Linked DNA regions of Mus musculus: region 2 is linked to region 1. A link is a contact called in public Hi-C data. All regions are on one chromosome and are shown on one strand. The core of a region is the stretch at or near the end of the contact, and the rest is flanking DNA. Distances in the headings are between cores, read along the strand shown.

The links. Hi-C and Micro-C count contacts between places; a contact is called where the count stands out from the background.
Region 2: a Hi-C map of cardiomyocytes shows a contact between it and region 1, with 1.7 times the contacts expected there. A contact is called at or near these places in 3 of 484 Hi-C or Micro-C datasets (cardiomyocytes, nephron progenitors and uterus), 2 of 130 datasets of targeted methods (heart atrium and pancreatic cancer cells) and 1 of 9 other capture datasets (liver).

The regions. Positions count from the first base shown.
Region 1 is chr19:36,686,981-36,693,664 of GRCm38.p6, forward strand. Hectd2os (Hectd2, opposite strand) reads right to left here and starts at 2,499. Exons shown (of 5, transcript NR_033510.1): 1 at 2,259-2,499.
Region 2 is chr19:36,830,675-36,837,358 of GRCm38.p6, forward strand. Tnks2 (tankyrase, TRF1-interacting ankyrin-related ADP-ribose polymerase 2) reads left to right here and starts at 3,558. Exons shown (of 27, transcript NM_001163635.1): 1 at 3,558-4,062. The coding sequence starts at 3,864.

The DNA.
Region 1 (6,684 bases), core at 1,249-3,748:
ATGACATAGAGCCTTTCCTAGGCCTGTCTGTCATGGGACACAATTTGACTCCTTCTCTACAAACATTATTGAGTGCCTACTGCATGCATCCGAGCTCAGCACTCCTAAGGCTAATCGGTGCTCAGAGCCAAGTGTCTGGAGGCCAAGAGCAGTGTATCCTGACCCTTCAGGGCAGCAATGACAATGACAAATAGAGTGGGATTTGGATGCTCTCCCCTGACTATAAGAGGAAACAGACGTCTGAGAACGTCTCATGTTCGAAAGCTTAGGTTTCACCAACTGTGCAGTTTCTAGACGCTGTTCGCTCACACGGAGCGGGCAGGGATCTGGATTTAAAGATTGCCCTACTGGACTTCCAGGCAACCCATTTGTCAGCCAGCCTAGATCTCAAAGCCCAGCATACATGGGCAGCTTCACATACCTGGCAGCATCTGCACAGGGTGGACTAGCCTGACAGGCACATTAGAGTAACGGGGACAACCTAAAAGGCTGAGGCGGCAGTCAAAATACCTAGGTGACAATCCCAGCCAAGTCTCTGGGACTCAAGACTCTGATAACTCTTCAGGCACAATCCTGCCAAGGGAGGGCTAAGCATGGTGGGCACTGCTCACCCAAAGCATCCCTGGAACCCTCAGGGAAAGCACCCCCATCAAGCCACCACCTAAGGCCTAGAAGCTTTCCATCTCAAGGCAGCTGATTTCAAGTTGTTGTTCCGTGTACCTAGCAACTCAGCTGGAGTTGAGCAGCTAAATCGGAATCTTGGTCCTATGTGTTCTTCCCTTTTGGTACACTCGGGAGGAGGTAGAGATTGTTTCTCACCTCATCCAATGAGACAAGAAAGTGCTTGGTGAACATTAAGCAGCTATGGAGAGTTGGGAGTCAGGGAGACTCCTTGCACAGTCCTTAGCAGATCTCCGCTGTCTGCATAGTCTCTTGCCCTGAACCTTGATACATCTATTCTCCACTCCAGGACTATTGTGAAGAATACTTACCTGTCACATGACCGCAGCTATCCCTGGAGTAGTAGTATAGCTCCCCCACCCCCACCCCACCCCCGCTGACTACCTTAACCCTGAACAGCAACCATCTTTTTCTCAGCCTCAACAAGAAGTCTTGGCTCTAGGCCAGCGGACTGGGACGAGTGTGTGGAAAATGTGAGGCGCTTTTCCTTCTTGGGAAGAAAGCCAAAAATGGAGTTCTCTGGAATTCTATAAATTATGCGCCCAGAGAAGATTGAAGTTTACAAAGGAAAAAGGAAGAAACTCCCCCACTATTTGCTTAGTGAGCTGGGTCAGCCCAACTAGTGCCAAAACCCACGTACTTGGCCCATGTTGCTATGTTTGCAAAACAGGCCCATGTTCCAAGAGAGACCAGAGGCCTATACACAGCCAGCCAGATCTCTCTTCAGGCTGCTCTCTGGCCTACTTCAAAGTCCCTTGGATCCCCAAAGTCTGTAGCTTTGTTTCTTGGGCCTGGAAGGCTGAAGCTCAGAGAGGTGGAGCACAGGAGATCTTTCTGCACATTGGCTAGGCTTCACTCTTCCCTGTTCTTCCAAGTTCCCCAGCCTCCCTCCTCCACTTCCTCCTCCTCCCCCTCATCTCTTCCCTCCCTCCTCCTCTGCCTCCTCCTCCACTGTATAAACTCCAAGAGTCAGGATGGCTGATCAGCCTATATCACCTCGAAGAAACCTTCCCTGGTCCTGAGATAGGGTCAGTGCTCTTTCCCAAGGGCCCCACAACACCTTGTCTGTGTCACATGGTATTACTAATCTGGCCATAGTTAGTCTTCCATAGTCATCTCAAAAGCAGAGACTCTCTTGCTGTGGCATCCTCAAGTCACTCTCTCAGTAAAAGAGTCAGTAAGTACCCTTTCTGGCCTCCTATGAGCCACCCTGGGACCTGTTCCCAATTCAGATAGAGAATTTCTCCCAGAAAGAGAAAGGCATACTGGCAGTTGTGCTGTGTTATGTTGTGTTGTGTTATTCTGTTGGGTTGTGCTCCGCCCTGTCTGTCTAGCCCAGTCTCCCATATATCTCAGCCACATGGAAGCAAACTCCAAGCTTTTTCTCACTAGCCTGTCCACTGCTTTTCTCACCATCTCCTTGGTGCCCCCAACCTCTCACCCTTCCTAGGCAACCTTTGAAGAAACAGTCCAACTTCTTCCACACAGAAACCGACCTAACCCTCCCACCCATTCCTCCCCTCCCACTGAGTAGAAACCTGTTGTCACAGACCCATGAACCCCTTTGCCATGCTTACCTCTGACCTCCTCACACTGACTCCGAAGGTCAACCCCAGATCTCAGCTACAGGAGCAGCCCCTGCCTTCATCATCCCCACCCCTAGTCCCTAATGCAGTGCTTGGCACGCTATCACAGCTGTCAGGAAGAGCTTGCTGAGTTAATTCATTCACTAGCACGCAGAAGATAATAATAGCATTCGATGTCACCGGCAGAGTGAGTGCAAAGATTCCAGCAGAAGCTATGCACAAAGAGGAAGAGACCATAGCTGTAGGCTGCAGTGACTTGTGAGGGGGAGGAGAGAGAGATGTAATGGAGGGACAAGATAATTAGCAACAAGACAGAAGGATGGAGGACAGCCTAGGGCAGCAGGGGAAATGAGAAAAAATACAATCTATATCCATATATTCTACCCTGGAAAGGGATAGGAGAGGGACCCTGAAAGAGTTAGTGGGTTAGTGGGAAAGAAAAAGTGTGGATTTGATCAAAATAAAGTCCATTGATACATGATGGAAAAATAACACTAAAACAAAAACTTGGGAAAACCCAACCATGCCTTTAAATCAAGTCAGATCCAGGTCTATTCTGGCTTAAAATGCCAGTGTCATCTCAGTGTTTATGAAAATCCTGGAACATTTTATCCAACCCTGTGAGGCCCATGCATGCATCCCAGCTCTCAAACTCTGGAAAAGGGGAAACTGAGTCCCACGGTAACTTTTATAGGAACGTTATTTTTTTAATAAGCAGATTTATGTACTATTTTTGCTACAAACTTACCTGCCTTTGGTTTGAAATCCTTAGTACACCTTTCCAGAGCTGCTTTCTCATGCAAACAAAGCCCCAGGGGCCTCTGTTGTATAACACAGGCGAGGCTTTTGTTTGTTTGCGTTTCCCCCACAGTGACCCATTTTTAAACTGCCCTATTTAATGCTGTAGGAACCTATTCTGGGATTGTTTATCTTCTAAATTGTTATGGAACCTTAATGTTATACTCTTCAAATGAGATCCACTGAGAACCAGGAGAAGAAGGGGGACTTGTTTTTCCTTTTGCTAGCTGCTGTGGCCCAGCTTCAGGCCCATCCCTGGGCCACGGGTCATCTGGAAACATTTCTGCCTACACAGAACATATGGTCTGAGAAAAGAAGGGGGGTGTACTCAATAGCAGGTAATTATTTTGAGCCAGGCACTGCCCTGATTACTGAATCTTACTTTCTCCCAAGATCATAAGCAGTAAATATTGTTACTTTCACCTTATAATCAAGAAAACTGTGGCTGAGAGACCAAGGGCTCACCCAGGTCTAGCCACAGGTCAGAATAGGAACCATCCCCCCCACTGTGCTGTACAAAAAAATGGGAGGAGCCACACAGTAAAGGGAAACCACTTCTGATTGCCAGGAGAGAGGTGACCTCAGTTCCCTAACACATCCCTTGCTTCCACTGGGCATGGCGGTTGTAACCGATGTGGTCCAAGCATTTTCCTACAATCCTATTCCCTATAACAACCCGCGGGGAGGTGATTCAAGTCCACCTTGCAGTGAGGGGTCTTTAGAAATGCCCAGAGAGAGTAATTAATCCATGCTGGGTCCCATAGAGGCAGAATTAATGTTTCAACTTCTTCTGGGTTTGTGCAAAGCCTTCTCCAACTCTCCTATACCCTTAAAAGAAGCAATGGGCATGAAGCTATTCAGTTGATCACTATAGTTCTGGGAGGATCATGAAGAAAGAACCTCACAGACAGTACTCAGCAGAGAAGGGCTGGTCCTGAGGTAGGAAGCCATCAACCAAGGAGTACGCATGGCTCCAGCTGCATATGTAGCAAAGAATGGCCTTGTCGTGCATCAATGAGAGGAGAGGTCCTTGGTCCTATGAAGGCTCAATAGATGCCCCAGTGTAGGGGAATCAAGGGTGGGGAGGTAGGAGTGAGTAGGTGGATAGAGGAACGCCCCCATAGAAGCAGGGGGAGGGAGGATGGGATAGGGGGTTTCTTTGAGGTAGGGAAACCGGGAAAGGGGATAACATTTGAAATGTAAATAAAGAAAACATCCAAGAAAAAAGAAAAAAAGAAATATGTGCACAAATTTCAGTTTCCAAGAAGGTTGACAAAAATATACCTGTAAGGCTGGGACACATAAGTCTCATGATTCATTACATCACAGGAAAGCAAGGGCCCTTCCAGCTGTCACCACCAACCCCTAGGCAGCAAGGCTCAGTCCCACAGGGGAGCCTGGGCCAAGATCAAATTACCCAAAGCCATGACTCAAGTCAATACAGTTTAAAATAAGTTAAAAAGCTATGTCATCTGGTTTAGGATTTTAAAAAAATGTTATAAAAACAAAACAAATATACTAGTTAGAACCAACAGGGGAAGTCGGAGATGGAAGCCTCAAGAGAATGCCATCAGAGTGAGCAGAAAGACGGGGAGGCAACTGGTAGGAAGCCTGGTTCAATTCCCCAAGCCCTGGCACAGAACAGGTAGGTATTTACAACATGTGCAAGAGTCCTTCATATTCCAAGTCAACTGTGTGCATTTGGGAGAGTGGAGATGGAGTCAGAGAGGGTCAGAAAAAAAAAAAAGAGAAAATTAAAAACAGTGCCTTCAACTCCTTGGGGTATGATGGCGCTGTGTTCCATAGCTCTTTTTCCTGAGTGGAAGCAAGAAAAGAAATCTGCTGTCACTGAAACAAGTCCCCTCACATCCATCTTATCCATCCATCAGGTGCCACTAAAGGTAGTCGTTATCCTTATAGGTAAGTACTTTTCACCCACTGTAACCATGAAATGCAAGCCAGTGACTCATCTGGTGGTAGTGCTCACCCAATAAAAGAACAAGACAGTGGACTGCTGTGGACGTCTGTGATGGACCAAAGGAGCCTCCCAAGTGAACCTCAGCAAACGTTTCCTCACCTGATGGAGTCACGGGCAAACCTGACTGCACGTGGCTTCAATCTTCCATGCTGACTTTGGACTTGCTGTTAAATCAATATAGTGACACTGACTGGAACCCTTGCTGCTATGGAGCATCTGCTGAGAGCTCAGGGGCCAGAGCTAATGTGAAGGGACATAAATAAATAAATAAATAAATAAATAAATAAATAAATAAATAAACAAACAAACAAACAAATAAGAAGTGGTTCCATTTTTAAAATAAATATAGCTACGTTACTTGACAGTAGCAATTAGTGTGGCAGGATGACCCAGCTGCAGGGTTTCAGGATGATTTTCAGGAAAGGAAAGAAGGAAGCAGGGATGGAGGGAGGGAAGCAAGGAGAAAAAAAAGGAAGGGGAAGAAGGAATAAGGGGAGGGAAGGGAGGTGAGGGGAGGATAGAGGAAGGGAGGGAGAGAGGAAAGAAGGGATGGAGGAACTAAAGGAGGAAGGAGGGGAAGAAGGAAGGTAGAAAAGTAGGGAGGGAGGGAGTTAGGGAGGGAGGAAAGAGAAAGGAAGAAAGGAAGGAAGGAAGGAGGGAGGGAGGGAGGGAGGGAGGGAGGGAGGGAAGGAAGGAAGGAAGGAAGGAAGGAAGGAAGGAAGGAAGGAAGGAAGGAAGGAAGGGTGAGCACATTTTTTTCCCCAATTGCTTCCTCTTTTATCCCATTCCAAGAAATCCAAGGCTCTCTTGCTCCAAGGAAGAGTTAGGGCCCTTTGTATACCAAAGACAAAAACATTAAAAATGTATGTGGGCTACAGTGTACGTCTGATACATGTATACATTGTGTGTTTAAATCAGGGTTAACATGTCCATCTCCTCAAACATGTATCACTTTTAATGTTCATTGTCTAGCCCTTTACAATACACAGAGCATTCTTGTCCATCATCACTCTACTGTGCAATAGCATCTTACTTCTATCTGTTGCTTAGCATCTATGTCCCTGCCCCTCTCTCCCTCCTAGTCTGCCTAGCCTCGGCCACTTTCTACTCTCAATTTCCATGAAAGCACTTTTCTGTGTTCCACAAATAAGATCATGTACACCCTGTTTTTCTGAGCTTGTCCAGGATTGTTGTAGTTGTTGTTTTGTTGTTGTTGCTGTTATTTTGCTTCTCCTTTTTCATTGCTATGCTTTCCAGTTCCGTCCACATTGCTGCAAATGGCAGGACAGTGTTCCTGGATGGCTAAGCAGTATTCCACTGTTCCTGTCTACCACACTTCCTCCACCCATTCATTTCTTGGCCATTGTGAATGACACTGTAGTGAACACGAGTGTACAGGAGCCTCTTTAGCAGCCCGACTTTGTTTCCCGTTGGAATGTATGATATGCCCCCACATCAGGATTGCTAGCTCAAATTATAGCACTGTTTTTAGTGTTTTGAGTAATTTCTGCATTGTTTTCTTTTTGATAATGGTTAGAATGTCTTATGACCACGGTAGACTCTTAAAAGAGAGGACAATAGATCCTGGAAAGAATAAATGGTGAGCAAAAAGCTAGTGTTATAACTAAATACGGAATAAAT
Region 2 (6,684 bases), core at 2,308-4,807, 140 kb after region 1:
CTCTGGACCTTCAGAAGAGCAGTCGGGTGCTCTTACCCACTGAGCCATCTCACCAGCCCAATTTTTTTTTTTTTAAAGTATAGAATAGAGTTTATTCAGGGCATGGGAGGGGAGTTGAGAAGGTAGTAGACACAGAGAAAGGGGGGATGTGAGGAGAGAGAGAGAGAGAAAGAGGAAGAAGAAGAGGAAGAGGAAGAAGAGGGAGGAGGAGGAAGAGGAAGAAGAAGAAGAAGAAGAAGAGGAAGAAGAAGAAGAAGAAGAAGAAGCAGCCAATCATGAGCACGTGGAAAGAGAGGGGAGAGGGGAATAGGGCGTGGGGTGGGGAAGGGGTGAGAGGACAGAGTGGGAGCAAGAAGGCAAGAGTAAGAGATGACTTATTAATAATTATAAAAAGCCTAGGTCTTTAGCTTGGGCTATCTCCCAGCTAGCTTATCTAGCTTAATTTTACTAAAGAAACAAGATGTGCATGTAGTGGAAAGATCGAGTGAGGTACAGTGAGGAGGTAGCCATCTATAAGCCAAGGAAAAGGGTTTTGAGGAAACCAAAACACCAACCAACATCTTGATCTAACTTTTTTTTTTCGTTTTTCTTTTTTCTTTTTTCCAATTTTCTATTAGGTATTTTCTTCATTTACATTTCAAATGCTATCCAAAAAGTCCCCCCATACACACCCCACCCCCCGCCCCCTGCTCTCCTACCCTCCCACTCTCACTTCTTGGCCCTGGGGCATATAAAGTTTGCAAGACCAAGGGGCCTCTCTTCCCAATGATGGCCAACTAGGCCATCTTCTGCTACATAGCAGCTAGAGACACGAGCTACTGGTTAGTTCATATTGTTCTTTTTTTTTTTTTTTTGGTTTTTCGAGACAGGGTTTCTCTGTGTAGCACTGGCTGTCCTAGAACTCACTTTGTGGACCAGGCTGGCCTCGAGCTCAGAAATCCACCTGCCTCTGCCTCCCGAGTGCTGGGATTAAAGGCGTGCACCCCACCACGCCCCACTTTTTTTTTTTTAAAGGAATTTAAAACATCTATTTTGTGGTGTTTTGCTAAGGCAGCTCTCTGCAGGAATACAAGTGAACCCGTTTTGTCTTTGTAAGCTGGCTTCTCTTACTTAACATTATGCCCTCAGTAATCACCTATGTTGGGGCACAAGATAAGATTCCTTCTTTCCTGAAGCCTGAATGTTCTTCCTTGATATGCATTCATCACATTTCATAGTCATCCATTCATGGAACAATTGGATTGTTTATAACTCTTTGCTTTTGTGAGGATTGTATTATGAACACGATTGCAGAACGATTTGAGATCCTGGTTTCAAACTATTTGACTATATCTACCCAGAAGTAGAGAAGATGGTAGCTTTATGTTGAAATTTTTAATTAATTAATTTTTAATTAATTTTATGTTGGGTGTTTTGTCTGCACCATGTTTGTGCCTGCTGAGGGCCACAGATACCAGGATTGGTGCTATATGATTGTGCACCACCTTGTAGCTGCTGGGAATTGAACTCAGGTCCTAAGTAAAACAGTGCCCTGAACCACTAGACCATCTCTCCAGTCCCAATGTTTAGTTTTGTAAGGAACTACCAAGTGTTTCCTGTAATAATACACATTTTATGATCACATTAAGAGTGCCAAAACGATTCTAATTTGTCCATCTCACCAACATTTGTTGTTTGCTGTTTGTTTGCTTTTAGAACAGCCATCCTAATATGGTTTCTTTGTTAACTTCATTTCTCTAGTAATCAAGTGTTTTAAAAACAAGTTAGGCTGGGCTGTGGTGTTGTACGCCTTTAATCCCAGCACTTGGGAGGCAGAGGCAGACAGATTTCTGAGTTCAAGGCCAGCCTGGTCTACAGAGTGAGTTCCAGGACAGCCAGGGCTACACAGAGAAACCCTGTCTCGAAAAAGAAAAAAAGAAAAAAACAAAAACAGTTAGGGTTGAGGAGATAGATCAGTGAGTAAGTGATGCTGTATGATGTTGTTTAGATACACATATTGGGAGGAAATACATAAGCAGAAATCACTAAATAAAAAATTATAAAAATTGGGAATATATTTGGCAAGTCGATGAAATGAAGAAAAATGAGACAATCATAGTAGTAAGGTTCTAATCCTTAGGTATATTCATGAATAGTTATTTAGTAATAGGGATCAATTTAAATTTACACTAAGTAGTCTAAGAACATAATGGAATAAACATATAAGAAGGTACATTTACTAAAATGCTCAAGAAGTGTCCCTGCTTTTCTCCCACAGAAGTGAGTCAACGCTCCCTAACAAAAACTGGATTTCCTGAAAAACAGGTTAAGTAATTCACAGGGGAAATGCTTGTCAGCGTGCCAAAAGTCAGCACTTTCTTGCAAGCAAAATCTCTGTATTCCTTTCTTTCGGGTTCCTGAAACAAGATGTCACTACTACCTTAAACACAGCTAACATTCTTTCCAGGCTCCGCCCAACAGTTACCTGGCAACAGCCAGGTAGGCCTGGCTGTTTGTCCCCCTTCTCTCTCAGACTCTTCTCCTAACCCCTTTCTCCCTCTCTCCCATCCCCCCTCCCCCGTCTCTCTCCACGTGTTCCTGGCCGGCCTCTCTTCTTTTTCTCTCTTCCTCTGTCCTTCTCTGCCTCTACTCTCTTCTCTACTCCCCTTCCCATGCCCTAAATAAACTCGATTCTACACTACACCCGTATGGCTGGTACCTCAGGGGTAAGAAAGGGATGTTTCAGCATGGGCCTGCCCAGGAATCCTTCCCACCTTACCAGACCTGGCTCTACAAAACACATCCTTGTTGTTGTTGTTTTTTTTTTTTTAATAAAACACAATAAACACGAAAATGAATTGTGCACTTGTATTCTTTGATCAGAGAGAGAGAGAGAGAAACTTCGGAAAACTTTGATGTGTATGCTTTGTATCAGCACCTCGACCACATCCGGTGCAATGCTGATTTATGTATAGATCCTCGTCAGCGCTGAGCTAATAATTTACTATGGGAAGCGGAGCTAATCACAGCCACCCCACCCCCCAATTGTTGCTTTAGAATTGAGATGAACTTTCTTCGCTTTCTTGATTTATCTGGGGGCCGCTCATCCAAACTTCTCAGTAAGCGTAACGGATTCATTTCTGAGAAAACGCTTATAAGAAAAACAAAAGCAGATGCGGAGAGTTAAGGGAAGAGACACTGTAAAGAAGGCAGGAGGGGGAAGGGGTGAGAAATCTCCCAGGGGGAAGGTACGGAAGCAACACTGCAGAGATTTTCACGCTAAAACTTGCACAAGAAAATGCATAATCAGAACAAAACTTCCCAAGATTCGTCTTCGGTGTCTGAGCAATGAAACTCGTCTCGAGAAGTGTAGGCTTTAATAAAAGAAAAGGCAGCAAGACCTCTCGTTTTTAGCAGAGGCTCTGTAAAGATGGCGGTGGGCCGAAGCCCCTTCTCTTTCCGCAGCCAAAGGCTCTCCCTGCACATTTCCCACAAACCCCTCCGCGCGGCCCCGCTTGCCCAAACTGGCCCGGCCGGAGAGCAGCCACTGCGCACGCGCGAGCCGACGTCACGCGCGCTCCCAGGACCCGACCGAGCTGGCAGGAGTGGTCTCGGCCGCTTCCGCCGTCGCGTCGCTTCGGGGCTCGGCGAGCGGGTTCGCGCTGCCTCCACCGCGGTGGGGCAGCCGGGGCTCACGGAGCCGAGCCGGGGGCGCGCGGCGACGCGGCCATGGGACCGTGCCGACTCTGGTGACAGCGGGGAGCGGAGCGGCCCGGGCCCTGAGCGCGTCTCCTGCGGGGGGCCTCGCCCTCCTGCTCGCGGGGCCCGGGCTCCTGCTGCCTTTGCTGGCGCTGCTGCTGGCGGCGGCGGCGGCGGCCCGGATCATGTCTGGCCGCCGCTGCGCCGGCGGGGGCGCGGCCTGCGCGAGCGCCGGGGCCGAGGCCGTGGAGCCGTCCGCCCGCGAGCTGTTCGAGGCTTGCCGCAACGGGGACGTGGAGCGAGTCAAGAGGCTGGTGACGCCCGAGAAGGTGAACAGCCGCGACACGGCGGGCAGGAAGTCCACCCCGCTCCACTTCGCCGCAGGTAAACGCGGGCCCCGCGGCGCCTCCCGCACGCCCCACCTGCAGGCTCGGGCTTGCAGGCCGCAAGCCGCGCGGCGCTGCCCTGTCTCCGACCTTTCCCCAGGACTCTCACCCTGGCCGCCCGCCCTCCTCTCTCGGGGCTCGTGATGAGGGTGGGGTGAGCGTGCTCTCGGGAAGTTGTTTTTGAGGTTATGGGGTTTTTTGTTTGTTTGTTTGTTTGTTTGTGTGCTGGGAGGGGGGAAGCTTTGTTTTGTTTTACTGTATCAACAATACCTGCCCCGACTTCCGGTCTTATTACCCCGGAGGGCCTCTGCACACAAGAAAGGCTTAGTAGACCTTGTGATTTGAAAGAGTAATTATCTCCAAAAAATGGACCCATGTTTGCAAGTTTCATCGACACTCTTAGTAACCCCTTAAGTTCTAGCGGCCGTCATAAACTGAAATTTTAATTTAGGAGTTATTTTATTAGCTATTGGCTCATTAGAGTTAATTGGATTAGGTTTCTGGAGAGACTAAAACCGGAAATGGGCATGTTTGGGAGACCTGAGATCTACTTAGGTTGTGTGTGGGTGGCCTCTGCCTTACTCCCGCACAAGTCGGGATGGAAAGTGAGCTGAGAGACAAGATAGGACACGCACTTGAGCTTGGATCTAGGATTTTGAGTCATCCTGAGATTTATTGTAGATAGTTTGGAGTTACTTTTAACTACTGGGTTCTCTTTGTGGTACCAGCGTGTTGAAGTTTGCTTGTTGAGGTATTTATTTGAAAAGGCCAGGGATGGGAACCAACTTAATGATTATTCATGTTAAGGACAGTTTGTAACTTTTTAACCTCATAATCAAATAAGATCCTCTTAGCCTGGTAACATTTGATACAGTGTGCATCAGAATTGTTTAGCAGTTCTTTATATTTAAAAAAAAATTTTAGTTTCTTGTGTTCCTTAGGGGCAAAAATGGTAGACAAAAGAGTATAAAAAAAGATTTATTGTTTGTTTGTTTACAGGCATTGATTTTACAGTTCTTCCAATTGTAGGTCTGTTTGCTTTGACCTGTCCCTATTTTAAAATGTATGTACTGTCAGAAATCATGCCTCCTTAATTGATTGCCGGTTTGGGAGCAAGGGAAAAGTTTGGGAAAACCACAATTGGGCAGAAGAGAAATTTGCCTGTGGGCACTGAGAAGTGAGAGCATGAAGCCAAATCTCTGTTAGCAGTGTTGCCTTGCTTCAGCTAGTTTGAATTGTCTTGCTTGACCATTTAGCCAACCTATTTGGCAAATGGTCACAACCAAGTGCTAGATAATCCAAAGGGGTAATGTTACTTAGATTATGTACGCTTGATAAAAATAGCCAAGGTCGATCTTAGTTGCCACCTTTCAAGAATTTAATGTATTAGTGAGTTCATGTCTGAAAATAGTAGTATTTTGAGGTGCGGGTTGGGGACTTATGGTGTGACCTTGTTGCTCCCACACCATCCCACCCTCAGCTCTGCTCCAGTATGCCCCTCCCCCACCCACACGGATGGAATATAAGACCTTGCACATGCCAGACAAGTGTTCTGGCCTCTGAATGAGGTAGATTAGACCCTACCCCTGCCTCAACATATTAAGGAATATTTTACATGTATTTTATATTGTTTCTCCAGATTGAAATGGGAATTTAAATATTATAGAGAGCAATTCACCACTCAAAATTCACCTATATTGCCAGTTGTAGGTTGTAAAATTAAGAAGTTAAAATGTAAAAAGGAAAACATAAAATAATTACTAAAGATACTAGGGAGATGGCTCAGTGGATAAAGTACTTGCTTGCCTTGCAAACAGGAGGGCCTGAGTTGAGATCCCTAGCACCCACGTAAAAAGGCAGTTCTGTTGATGCACACTTATAGCCCCACACTAGGAGGTGGAGACAGAAGGATCCGTGGGACTTACTTGAAAAGCCATGAGCCCCAGGGTCAGTGCAGTGACCCTGTCTCAAAAATTAGATGGAGGAGAGCCATCGATGAAGATGCCTGCCCTGCCACCCACTCACACGCGCAGATACACCTAGCCTACCATATACACAGAAAAATAATCACTAAAGAATTGATATTAAGTCACAGTTTTAAGAGTCTTACATTTAAACCCTGCATAAAAAAATAAGGAGCTTTAAAAAAAATGGCTTTGTGAATTTTAAAATCCAAATTATTAGATTAATGTGGCACTAATCACTAATGAATTTATTCCTTTTCTGGATATGGAACTAGAACCTTGCTTGGCCCTACTAGACATATGTGCACCTGCTGAGCTATAGTCTCAATCAGCCCTGGTTTTTTTGTTTTTTGCTTTTTTTTAAAGATTTATTTATTTTCATTTATATGAGTACCCTGTAGCTATCTTCAGACACACACCAGAAAAGTGCATTGGATCCCATTACAGATGGTTGTGAGCCACCCTGTGGTTGCTGGGATTTGAACTCAGGGACCTTCGGAAGAGCAGTCAGTGCACTTAACCCCTGAGCCATATTGCCAGCCCTGTTTATTTTTAAGTAAAGTTGCTCACTAGCATTTTCTTTGTGAGTTACCATTTGTGTTTATGCAAGCATACTTTTGGATCCTCCTCTGCAGGTGGTGGTACTTGATAATTGC